2 separate regions of the Rattus norvegicus genome follow, and region 2 is linked to region 1. Evidence: chromatin contacts called from public Hi-C data. All regions are on one chromosome and are shown on one strand. The core of a region is the stretch at or near the end of the contact, and the rest is flanking DNA. Distances in the headings are between cores, read along the strand shown.

The links. A called contact is a pair of places that touch in the nucleus more often than the background predicts.
Region 2: a contact with region 1 is called in a Hi-C map of prefrontal cortex, with 4 times the contacts expected there. The contact joins the promoter of Gnao1 here to the enhancer-like site in region 1. A contact is called at or near these places in 1 of 12 Hi-C or Micro-C datasets (prefrontal cortex) and 1 of 1 datasets of contacts at active chromatin or transcription factors (oligodendrocytes).

The regions. Positions count from the first base shown.
Region 1 is chr19:11,087,768-11,093,597 of GRCr8, forward strand. All of the region lies in intron 3 of Gnao1 (G protein subunit alpha o1), which reads right to left. It also overlaps a transcript of LOC134483691 not described here. Among named protein-coding and RNA genes, the nearest start is that of Amfr, 88 kb to the left of the region's middle. Within about 2 kb of position 2,159, at least 61 of the 93 cell types and tissues checked have an H3K27ac peak or open chromatin away from gene starts, as enhancers often do. A contact at or near this core is called in prefrontal cortex, where this site is marked.
Region 2 is chr19:11,194,823-11,200,157 of GRCr8, forward strand. Gnao1 (G protein subunit alpha o1) reads right to left here and starts at 3,615. Exons shown (of 8, transcript NM_001414910.1): 1 at 2,752-3,615; 2 at 2,512-2,554. The coding sequence starts at 2,869. It also overlaps a transcript of Ces5a not described here.

The DNA of each region.
Region 1 (5,830 bases), core at 909-3,408:
GTGCACAGTGTGCCCAGTGTCAGGTCTACACAAGTCAGGTGCAGTGCGGCTTGGAGGTTACAGCATATAGAAAGAGGCATTCAAAAAACCCCAAGTTACTTGATGTATCAAGTCCATAGCTCATTATAGAAAGTAATTCAGGGACAAGAGAGAGGGAGTAAGTGTCGCAGAGACCAGGGCAGAAAGGACAGGCCCCTTCGGGTTGTGCTCAGCCAATGCTTGGCAGCCACAGCTCTGCCAGTCACATGCAGCATCACGCCAGCTCCTTCTGAAAGGGCTTTTCAGTGGATCCCGTGCACTGGTTCAGAGGAAGCACAGCTCAGGCCCCAACTCCCCAGAGCATGGCTTGCGTCATAAGCAAAAAAAAAAAAAAAAAAAAATCCCCGAAGCGGCAGCTCTGGGAAGGCGGATGCTAGGGCTGGGGACGGCACCTGTACAGCAAGGATGAGAACGTTTACCAGGGCTGTGGGCTCTCACTTGGCCTGCAGAGCCCAGTGCTGGCTCTGCCAGCTATCGCTGTGTCACATGGATATGTCACTCAATCCATGACAGGGGTGGATACGGTGAGTGTTGCCAGCACCCAAGACCTCTCTGTCCCTGTGTCAGAAGGTCTGCTCCTGTGAGATGCCGCAGACCCTCACGTTCTCAATACATTTCACGTAACTAACTCACTTTTAACCAAGTTAAAGCCCATACGCTGGCCTTCCTTTCAGGATGCCACAATTATTATTCCTTGGATTCACACTAAGATAAACATATGGCTATTAAATGGAGCCTGTTGGCTGGGATAAATCCAGAAACAGGGTCCCTGGCACAGCGCCGGCATGTACATGCTCAGTGTGTAGGCGTTGCCGAGGCTGTCACCGGTGCCCTGGCATGCTGGCGATCTTACGGCTCTCTGCAGTTACCTATCCTGGCCCGGCCTCCTAACCCCTCCTTCACTGCCCCCTCCTCACCTCACCTCTTGTTTGACTGATGGGAAGAGCACCCCACACACTGACTCTCGTTGCTTTTAAATTCTGTATAGAGCAGGAGCACAGCCTCCGCCCGGTCCTGCTCAGCTGCACACATCTTTCCTCTCTTCACACCTCCCTCTCCCCCAGTGTGGCAAAACTGAAATGTCTAAGGAGGGGGGAGCACTCCATCCAGCACTGCCTGGTTATTTTTCAATTCTGCCTTGCTGACTAACACAGCATTTCCTAATTACAACTCTACTAGGAAGCTGTGCAGTTTCATTAAAAAAAAAAAAAAAAAAAAAAAGCCAACACCCAAATTCAGACTTTGCAAAAATTCTCACCTTCTAAACACAAACAAACAGATACACAAACAAGCCAATCAAGCAAGCAGGTGTGTGTTGCCCAAGACATCCGTGCAGCTAAGGTCGTGAGATGCTGGGCAGGGTGGCTGGCCACCAACCCATGGCTGTGCTGAAGATTCTTGAGGTGGCTGTGTAGATGAGGAGACAAGGCAGGATGTGGGTACTTTGCAAGGTGTGGGGCTCTGCCACTGGTATCTGAGGTAAGAGGTCACAAGTTTGGGACACAGTGGAGCATAGAGGGAGGTGAGTTGTACCTGAGCCACCTTGGGCTTTGTCCTTAGTGCCACTAGCTGAGGGTTAAAAGGTGTCGTGGGCAGATGTTTCTTCTTCCAGGGGTACTAGGACTTTAACCAGAGCTCCAGAACCCTACGGGCTGAGAAAAGACAAAGGGCTCTATTTACGTAGGGACTTTCATGGGCAGAAGTTTTGAGTTTCTTAGATGATGCACATCACTTCCAGAAAATTGAGGGTCGCCCCTTCTATTCCTAGGGGAGGAAATGGTACCCCAGAGCCAACTCAAGACACCAGTGTGGAGCTCCAGTCTGCTCTGACCACAGGCCAGTTCCATATCCAGAAATGGCTGAAATAGCTAGGTGTACTGCTAGGGACAGGGTGGCTCCCCAGCCCCACCCACCTGCGCCTTGCTGTTGGCTCTCAGCAGAGCCACTGGCTGAGGGCCAGCGTGGCAGGTTCTTGGGCCAAGGAACCATCTGGTAGGAGGCACCCTCTGAAGCCACGCTCTGTGGCCTCGGCATCTGCCCATGCTTTTGTGTAGGGTGGGAAGCAGCCAGAGCCCAGCCACACTGCTGCAGACGAGGAGGGGACCAGTGAGCGGCTTTTGTACCCCTGTTCACGCAGGCAGGCGTCCTTGAACACAGCCTTGTTGTGGGCACTAGAGCTTGCCTCTGCATGGGAAATAAACACTGTTCCCTTCAAATCTGAAGGACTTTGTTTAGCTGAGCTCAATTCCGGAGACTGTTACCCTGGCAACGAATCTTTGGGGGATTTGCATCTCATGCATCACAACGGAGGAAGAGCCTTTCAGCAAGTAAGGAGGGCACAAAGACCACAACACAAAACCGTTCCCCTATCCCGGGAACACTGCAACAAAACAAAAAACCAGAATCGAGAACAAAAATCTCCCACAGCCTATTTGGCCCGGGCTGGCAATTAGCCAGAGAGGAATTCAAACTTAATCAAACTTTCATGTCTCCTTGTCAAGCTCAGGAAATCAGTAATTGGCTTTATAATTGAATTTTCTGATCACGTATGGAAGGACTGGACCCTGCCAAAGGCAAAGGAGTGGCCTGTCCCCAGTAAGGACAGCCAGCGAGGCCCAATGAAGACTCTAGAAGGTAGGCAGAAGGACCTTCTGGCTGGCTAAGATGAGAGCCTGGTATTTATACTCAGAGGTGAGACCATTCACAGCCAAGCCTTGCCCTTGCAAAGTGGTCTCCCCTGAACACCTACCCAGGAGCCCCGACTTTCCAGTTTAGAAAGGCAGCTGTTGGTAACTGCAGCAGCAACACACAGGGTAGACAGTAGGGAAGTGGAGGCAGGGGGATCATGCTGGTCACAAGGAGAGGAAGTCTGGGTCCTCAGGGGAAGAGGCTGGCTCAGGAGCCTTTCGGGACCAGGAAGTGGGATGGATGTAGAAGCGAGGCCAAGGTTTCACTTACACAAGGGAAGGAAGCTGGTGCTTTCTCTATCCTGAGGGAGACAGACAGACAGACGGAGCTCAGGGTGTGCAGCCTGGAGTACTGATAGCCTTAGCGACAGGGTATCACCAGCCATCTCAGCTCTGCCGTACTGTGTTAGGTGCTGGATACCATCTCATGTCACCTTCACAGCAGCCCAGAGAGGCCGGTGACTAACATCCCCATTTTAGACTTCATAAAAATAAGGCTCAGAGGGCAGAGGCGATGTCCTGAGAGCTGGGGTGTGGACTGTCTGTGACACTCCTTGACCAGCAGATACTCCCCACAACACTCAAAAGCAGGGAGGGGGTGGAGGAGAAGTGTGACAGTTGGCAATTCAGCATTTAACAACTTAATGTATTCAAAAACATTTTCTTTCCTAAAGGCAATCTATAGTCTGTATATAGTTGACAAAGAAATGGCTGAGAAGATAGCTCAGTCAGTCAAGCGGCCTGTGGCTGAGACTGGGGACTTGATTTTGAGCCTGAGATCCACACAGTAGAAGGAGAGACCTGACCCCTGCAAGTGCCCTCTGCCCCCCACGTCAGTGCACCATGGCACTACTGCCCCCAGATAATTATTAAATGTTAAACATCCTTGTATAATTCATTAATAAAACTCTCACAATGGTGGGAAAAGTCAAAACGGATACCTTACAACAGAACGACCAAAAGGCACATTAAAAGGTGTTAAATTTCTCAAGTCATCAGGGAATAGAAAAACAAAATGAAAGAGAATTAACAATCCAAATGCCAGTGGGAGTCTCTCAGATGGAGCCTTATACATTTCTGGTGTAGCCATTCTGGAAAAGGTTTTCGGTATATTATATGACTGCCATGCTCTGTCCTATGACCCAGCAATCCATTCCTACGTAGGTATCAGGACAAATGAAAGCAGAGAGCCGCATAAAAACTTGCACAAGAGTGTTCCAGCGGCATGGGAAGCGTGAGGCTCAGAGACAGGCGGGGCACTCCTAGAGTGGCTTCCTAAATTACTGCCAGCCAGAGGAGCAGGAGGACCGTGGCTGACGTGGCCAGGGAAGTAGCTTTTCTTTGCTCATTGATAAGCTGGTAGTAACAACACCTTTCATAGGATCGCTGGCACAATTAAATGATGCAATACAGTGTTCTCTAATAATCCAAGTATCTACCCGGCACAGAACACATGGTCCATGCCAGGTTCTACTGTCTATCATGTGACACACTTGTCCTGTGGTGGGAGCACGTGCTACAGAGAAGGAAGCACACACTGGGACTACACATTGTACATGCTGGTCTTGCATTTCAGCCTTTTAAGCCCATACAATGTCCCCCAACTTGCCACTCATGTACCACTTTAATTCACACATATCTGTATAGCCTAGAAATTAATCTCATATTAGTATATGTGAACTTTTATGTTGGATATGTTGGTGATTTATTTAAAAAAATAGCAAAAGTTTAAAAGGCTGACCCATTTACCACTGAAACTGTAACTCACCAGTATATATGCCAGGCCAGAAAGCTGCTGTTACCACTGGGAGATGTTTGTCTGTTAGCACACAGACAAGAAGGAAGGCTCCAGGCTACCCGTGTGGCACACCCTGCCCAGGATCAGCACTTTTAGAACTGGCTATGCTCAGCCACAGCAATGGCTGACAAGGTGAGTCAGCTTCACTTCTAGTCACACAAAGGGTGAAGCTCTCGGAGTCATCCAGGCTAAGTACCGACTGCGAGCCAAGAGAACGGGACTCTAACTATACCGGAGGCAGTTCTTCCGTGAGTTAGCTGCAATTTGGTTAAAATACAACACCAGAGAGACCTGCCTACTGATAAGAGCGTGCTGTCTTTTTTTCCTTGGGGGACAACTGGCCATTTCCCAGGCTCCTCTGAAAAGTGTGACCTCGAGACTAAGTTTTGGCCAAAGGAATGTCTCCTGGTTTAGACACATGCCTTGTAACCTTCCCTGTCTGCTGGCCCATGTCAGGAGTCCCACAGAGGGGCAGCAAAGCCACTACCCACAGAGGTGCTGGCTAAACAGTGTCCTCCCACCATTGAGTGTCCACACTTTCACACTGGACGGCCATGGCGGGAGGGGAGAGAATTTACTTTTATATCAAGACCAGGGCTTAAATCTAGGAAAAAAGAGATCCAGTCCTCAGAGGGATCCCCACAGGGCCATGTGACAGGTAAAATCTCCCATAATCCCAACTTTCCACGCATCTCACCTCTTCTCAGGCCCAGGTCTGGGAGGACTGGACTTATCTGGATGTCCAAGACTCCTGACACCAATGCCTGCAGCGGAGCCAGTCAGCTGGAGGTTGCTTCTGGAGAAAGGAGCACCTGAGGTGCATCTAGAGCTGTCGTCTGAGAGGACAGGTCAGATCAGAGACTGCAGGAGGCGGCTCTTTCCTGAGCTGAACTGGAACAGGAGCAGGAGGGATCTGCTAATTGTGCAGAATGGGTTGGAGAAGTGGACACAGATGAGGGGAAGCAGCTTAAAAATAACTGCAGACCGCTCCCCTCCTAATTCTAATTAGAGTCATGTGGCCTGTGTCTGTTCCACAGACAATGTTCTCTCTCTAACACACACACACACACACACACACACACACACACACACACACACACACACACTCGCGGGGGGGGGGAGAGAGAGAGAGAGAGAGAGAGAGAGAGAGAGAGAGAGAGAGAGATCCTGAAGGAAATAGCTCCCAGATATTTGAGTGTAGGGAACCAGGAAAAAGCTTCCAAAGGAGGTGACTGCAGAGCCAGGGTTCATGGCTGGAAGGTTAAGAGGAGGCAGCACAGACAAAAGCCCCAAGGCCAAGGCCTAA
Region 2 (5,335 bases), core at 2,365-4,864, 110 kb after region 1:
TTGTTCTTAAAGGGAAACAAACAAACAAACAAAAAAAATCAATTACAAAAACCTCAGTTTTGACAGTTTTCACCGAAAAGGTGATTGTGGGAGTAGAAAAAGAAAAATGCAGGGAAAGAGGAAAATGTTCTGATTTCCGATTTAATAGACTCAAACATTGGACACTTCACCCCACCTCCCTCAATGCAACCCAACTAAATAAGACAGAACTTTCTTCAGAACATCTCCTCCGTCTTCCTTTAAGATTTCGTGCCCCAGGACTTAATCAGGAATTTCCATTCTAAAGTGGCACACCGATCTCCTCAGAGAGCTAAGCTTTCTTTGAATAAAAAAGGCAAGTCTCCTTTTGGGGCCTCTATACGTATTTTTAAACCTCTTATTAAATCAACCTAATTTATGGGGCATGTTCAGGAAGAGCAGGTAGCAAGCTGCTTCGGTGGATGCAAAGTTTCTTTGCTCTCCCCTCCCACACCCCGACTCCCCACCTCGTTTGCCCTCCCCTCTCCGAGGGTTTCCGAATATCTTCGGGGCCTTTCCGAAGCTGCCGAAGCCGCTCGGCCCTCTCCGCTTGGACCCCGACTGTGCTCCGAACACTGTCGAGATCCTCCGAGCCCCGCGCCCAGGCCAGGCCGAGCGGAGCCGAGCAACGCCAAGCTCAGCCCCATCGACTTTTCCAGCCTCGGCTGGGCGCTGTCCACCACTTGCAACGCCTGAAACCTCACCCCAGCTCAGGAGGCCTAAGCTTCAGCCGGACTCCCAACCTGCCACCGCAGATTACAGACTTGGGAAGTTTTGAAACCTGCCCCTAAGGAGAAAGAGGTGGCGCGGTTTGCATTTTCCCGACAACGCGAGGGCTCCAGGCAGATGCAACATGCACCTTGTTGCAAAAAGCAATTCCCCAGGCCCCGCCTCTCCATCCATTTGGACTGCACAAGCCCCAGAGAAACCCCAGGCTAAATTACTGGTGGCTCAGAAGGGTGAGGCTAGCCGAAGGGGCCTGTGAGAAGAAAGCCCCCGGGAGCTCTCGAACGCAAATAAGAATATGCCAAGCAGATGGAGGAAACTGTCTCCTAGTCGCGGCTCCCTACCATCATGGCGCCGCCTGGAACTCGCTTGTCATGCCTGTTACACATGCAAGAATTTTTGCTTCTTGGTTTTGAAACAGCAAGCACGATTTGTCTCCCACCCACCTTCCCTCGAAGGGGGTTTTTATTTTCCATTGTTTTCCTACGGGATGCAATTACTTCGGCTATTCTGTCAAGTTGAAAAATAATCATTTTTGTTTACTGCACAGCAACCTCTAATTAGGAGCTGTGTGTGCACGAAGGTGTCACAGCAAAGCGACATGGAATCCTCGCTAAACGGTCCTAACGAACTCCTCCGTCCCGAACTGACAGGCCAACGGAAGCAGGGCCAGGAGGCCCGGAAGGCATGCACGGGTTCCCTGCCAGCCACCCCTCCCCAGGCAAAGCTGCCTGTAGGCTCACTAGGAGCTGTGGAGTGGATGGGGCAAGAAGCAAGCCAGAGAAGGGGAAGGACGGGCGAGGCTCCTTATTGGGGGAAATGTGGAAAGGAAGGAATATCCCATTTTGTTTTAATTTTCAATCATCACTCAAATCCACCCCCAGTTAATTAGGAGGGGAAACTGATATCTAATGCAGAAGGGGGCGGTGGCAAGTAGGGCCTGAAATCCGCATTGAAAGTAGACTACAGGGAACCTGGCCTAAGTAGAGTGTAAATATAAGAATAAAGGCTACACAGCGACAGGAAACTGCGGGTGTCAGAAGAGCAAAGCCTGGAGGGTCAGGGAGGAGAGGGGCTGGAGGACAGATGAGACTTGCTTTCATTCAGCAACACAGACAGCCTCCCCCTTCCACCTCTGCCTTGGATGAGGCTGTGTCTGTCACATCCGCTTGGAAACCCACCCTTTCTCCCTAGTGCACGCCCCCTCCCCTAATCCTTGCTCGCTCTTGGGGGGAGAGGGTCTAAGCCACAGCTACCAGGAATTCAGCACCAAACTCATGAACAGCAAACACTGGATCCTCCACCCCAATCTGCTAGGGCTGGGTCCCCTCCATGTTTTAGTCAAGTTCAAAATCACTGCCTCGAGGGAAGCAGGGGGAAGTGGGATTCGAGAGGTGGGGTGGAGGAGGAGGGGAAAGAAAATGAGGCAGAGACAGAAATGGAGGCAGCAAAACACAAAATACTCCACAAGCAAGAGTTATGATCATAATCACGCTAATAGTGTGATGTTCTGATCAATATGGCGGACACTGTCATTCATACAACTAGAGGCGCTCCCCTTCCCTCCCCCAAAACACCGACCCCAGGAGTTGGGGTGGGGAACCCAGTACCAACGTAGGGAGTGGGGGAGGGGAGGCAAAACCGGGTCTCTTCTGTGTGAGCACGAATTAAAAACCAGGACCGGGGAGCAATTATGGTTGATCAAGATAATAAAAACGACATAAAATTATTAATAAAAGTACAAATCCCAATGCCATAGGGACTTACTTCATCTGCTTCACAATGGTGCTTTTTCCTGATTCTCCAGCCCCTGTTGGGACACAGAGAAGGGGGAAAACTGGTGAGTGTCAGCTCATAGAAATGGGAAGGGGGCTTCAAGGCATGCAAGGGGTGGGCGCTCCTGGGCACATGGTGGTGCCAACTCCGGGACCAGGTCTCCCGGGGCGCAAGTCGGGTAGGGAACTGTGGCCGGGGTCGAGGGGCGGGGGTGGCTACCGAGGTCCTTACCCAGCAGGAGTAATTTCACGTCTTTGGCGGCGCTGATGCCATCTTCTTTGAGATTTTTCTCAATCGCCTTGCTCCGCTCGAGGGCGGCTCTCTCCTCTGCGCTCAGAGTACATCCCATGGTGGCCCCTTCCCTGCCACAGCCCGCACGACTCGGCTGGCACGACTCCTCGGGTCGGCGCGCCCCCCACCCCCCCACAGAGCAGAGCCTGGGCTCAAAGGGGAGAAAATCACGATATCCTTTCCTTGGTTGGGAACAAAATTGTCGAAAGACCAGAATCCCCCCAAAAGGACAGCCTCTATCAAGATTCCAGCGGCGAAGATTAGCGGCGGCTGGCTGGGGTCTGGGGGTGTCGAGGTGAGGGTGGCCGGGGTCTGGGGCTCCGGAGCCGAGAGAGGAGGCGCCCGCGGGCCCGGGAGGCGCGGGTTGCAGGCACCGAGACTAGTGCACGACCCAAAATAAATAAAATAGGAGTCGAGGCTGGATCCGCAGCCGGAGCCGGCGGAGGGTGGGGTGGGGGGCAGGGTGGGTCCTTCTGCCGCGGCTGCCGGAGGCGGAGGAGGAGGCGGAGGCGGAGGCGGTGGCGGCGGCGGCGGCGCGGGGTGTGGAGGGAGTGAGTTAGGGGGTGCCGCTAGTGCATGTGCATCGCCGCTCCTCGGCCGTCGGTGCGTCCGCGGCGCCTTCTCCGACCCCCGCGCGCAGGGCAGGGCTGGGCAGAGGGCCGGGCCGGGGGTGAGGGGTGCAGATCTCTAGCTGGAGGCGGCGTCGCCGGGGCCCAGAACTCGCATCGCTCGGCGGAGCGGACAGGAGACAGGGAGAGCGCGAGAGAGCCGCGGCCAGCGGGGAGCGCGAGAAGAGGCGGGCAGGGAGGGCAGGGCACGCGCGCGTGCCGGGCCGGGCGGGAGGTGGGGGGGGGGGAGATGAGGCGAGCGCAGCGCGCGAGTGCGCTTGGTCCTGCGCAGCTCCTCCAGGCGCCCGCTGACGTCACAGGGCCGCGCGCCAGGGCCCGGGGGACGGCGCGGGCGGGGGCGGCGCGCATGCCCGCGGGACGCGTCAGCCGGCGGGCGCGCGCGCGCGCGAGGCGCCGCCCGCTCTCGGGTCCCCTCCCCCGCAGCTTCGGGAACGTGCGGGCTCGGGAGGGAGGGGCCTGGCGCCGGGCGCGCGCCTGCGCCCCACCCCGCCCCACCCTGGCGGGTCTCGCGCGCCCGGCCCGCCTCCTGTCAACCCCAGCGCGGCGGTCAGGTGGTCCCCAGCCCTTGGCCCCAGCCTCCAGCTTCCTGGTCCCTCGGGCTCTGAGTCCTGTCTCCGGCAGATCGCCTTTCTGATTGTTCTCCTGCGCAGCTGGAGGTGTATAGCCCCTAGCCGAGCTATGGTGCCTCAGCAGATGTGAGGAGGTAGTGGGTCAGGATAAACCCGCGCACTCCATAATAACGTGCCAGGGCTCAGTGACTTGGGTCTGCATTATGGAGCATCTAGTGTATACAGACTGGGCTCGCAGAGAGGAACGCAGCAGGCTGAGAAGAGGCACGGCCTGTTCCTCAGGAGTTTTTGCCTCCCTTAGCCAATGTGAGCCTTACCGCGAGATTCCCACAGCCTCTGTTGCTAGAGATGGTTACCATCCTAGGATGGCTTGATGCCAAAGGCCCAGGGACAGTGTTTCATGAGAGCCTCTTGCTCCCTTAAATTTTTCTCTATATGATGAACCGATGGTCTTGCTTGGTTCTCGAATTCTTGTATTCCCAGAACACAAACCGGTAAAAATGAATTCTTCAAAGGTTTTTGATGAGAGGTTTCTTCCTCCTTTCATCTTAAAATAACAAACTACTAGAAGAAATACACCCCATATCTTCTCAAATAGTCAGAAACCAGGGTCAGTTAATCAGCAAACAGCTAACCCAGCACTGGGGAAAACAGTAGACAGTTGCCAAAGATCGGTCATGTTCTGGGTGGTCTCTGAGAGTTTGAAGAATTAATCCTGACTGCACAAAATAGTTCTACAATAAGTTCCATCAGGCAGCCCCAGGGGCCTTCCTAGATAGAAGAGCCACAGGCAAGGCTGCCCAGGGAAAAGACAGGCAAGGGGCCAATGAAAAACATGGGTTTTTGTTTTTTTGTTTTTGTTTTTGTTTTTTTAACTGTTGGGCATTTCTGTGACTCCGAAAGGAAACTTATTTGCTTCATTTCAACAATGGGGAGAAAAACCCTATTTTGGAAATGTCACCCAGCAAAAAAAATTATTTGCAATTGGGGAAAATGGTAATTAAGACCCACCCAGAAGAAAATATTTTTCTCCTGCATATTTTTAAGTTTGGTGTTTCCCAATGTGGGTTTGTCTTACTCTACAAATGTCTGTGTCAAAAGTTATATGTAATATAATTGGAATATTTAAATTTGGGTCATATCCTACCTATCTTAGGAAACGAACAAAAGAATTCTACAGAGTTGTTTTATACCGCAAATAAATAATACCCCCTTCTCTATATTCTTTCCTGTTTGCATTGGGTGGGGATATTATTAGAAGATGAGGCTGGTTTGGCTTAAAAAATCAAGTATCACTAAAATTGTGCTTCCAGATCCAAAACAGAG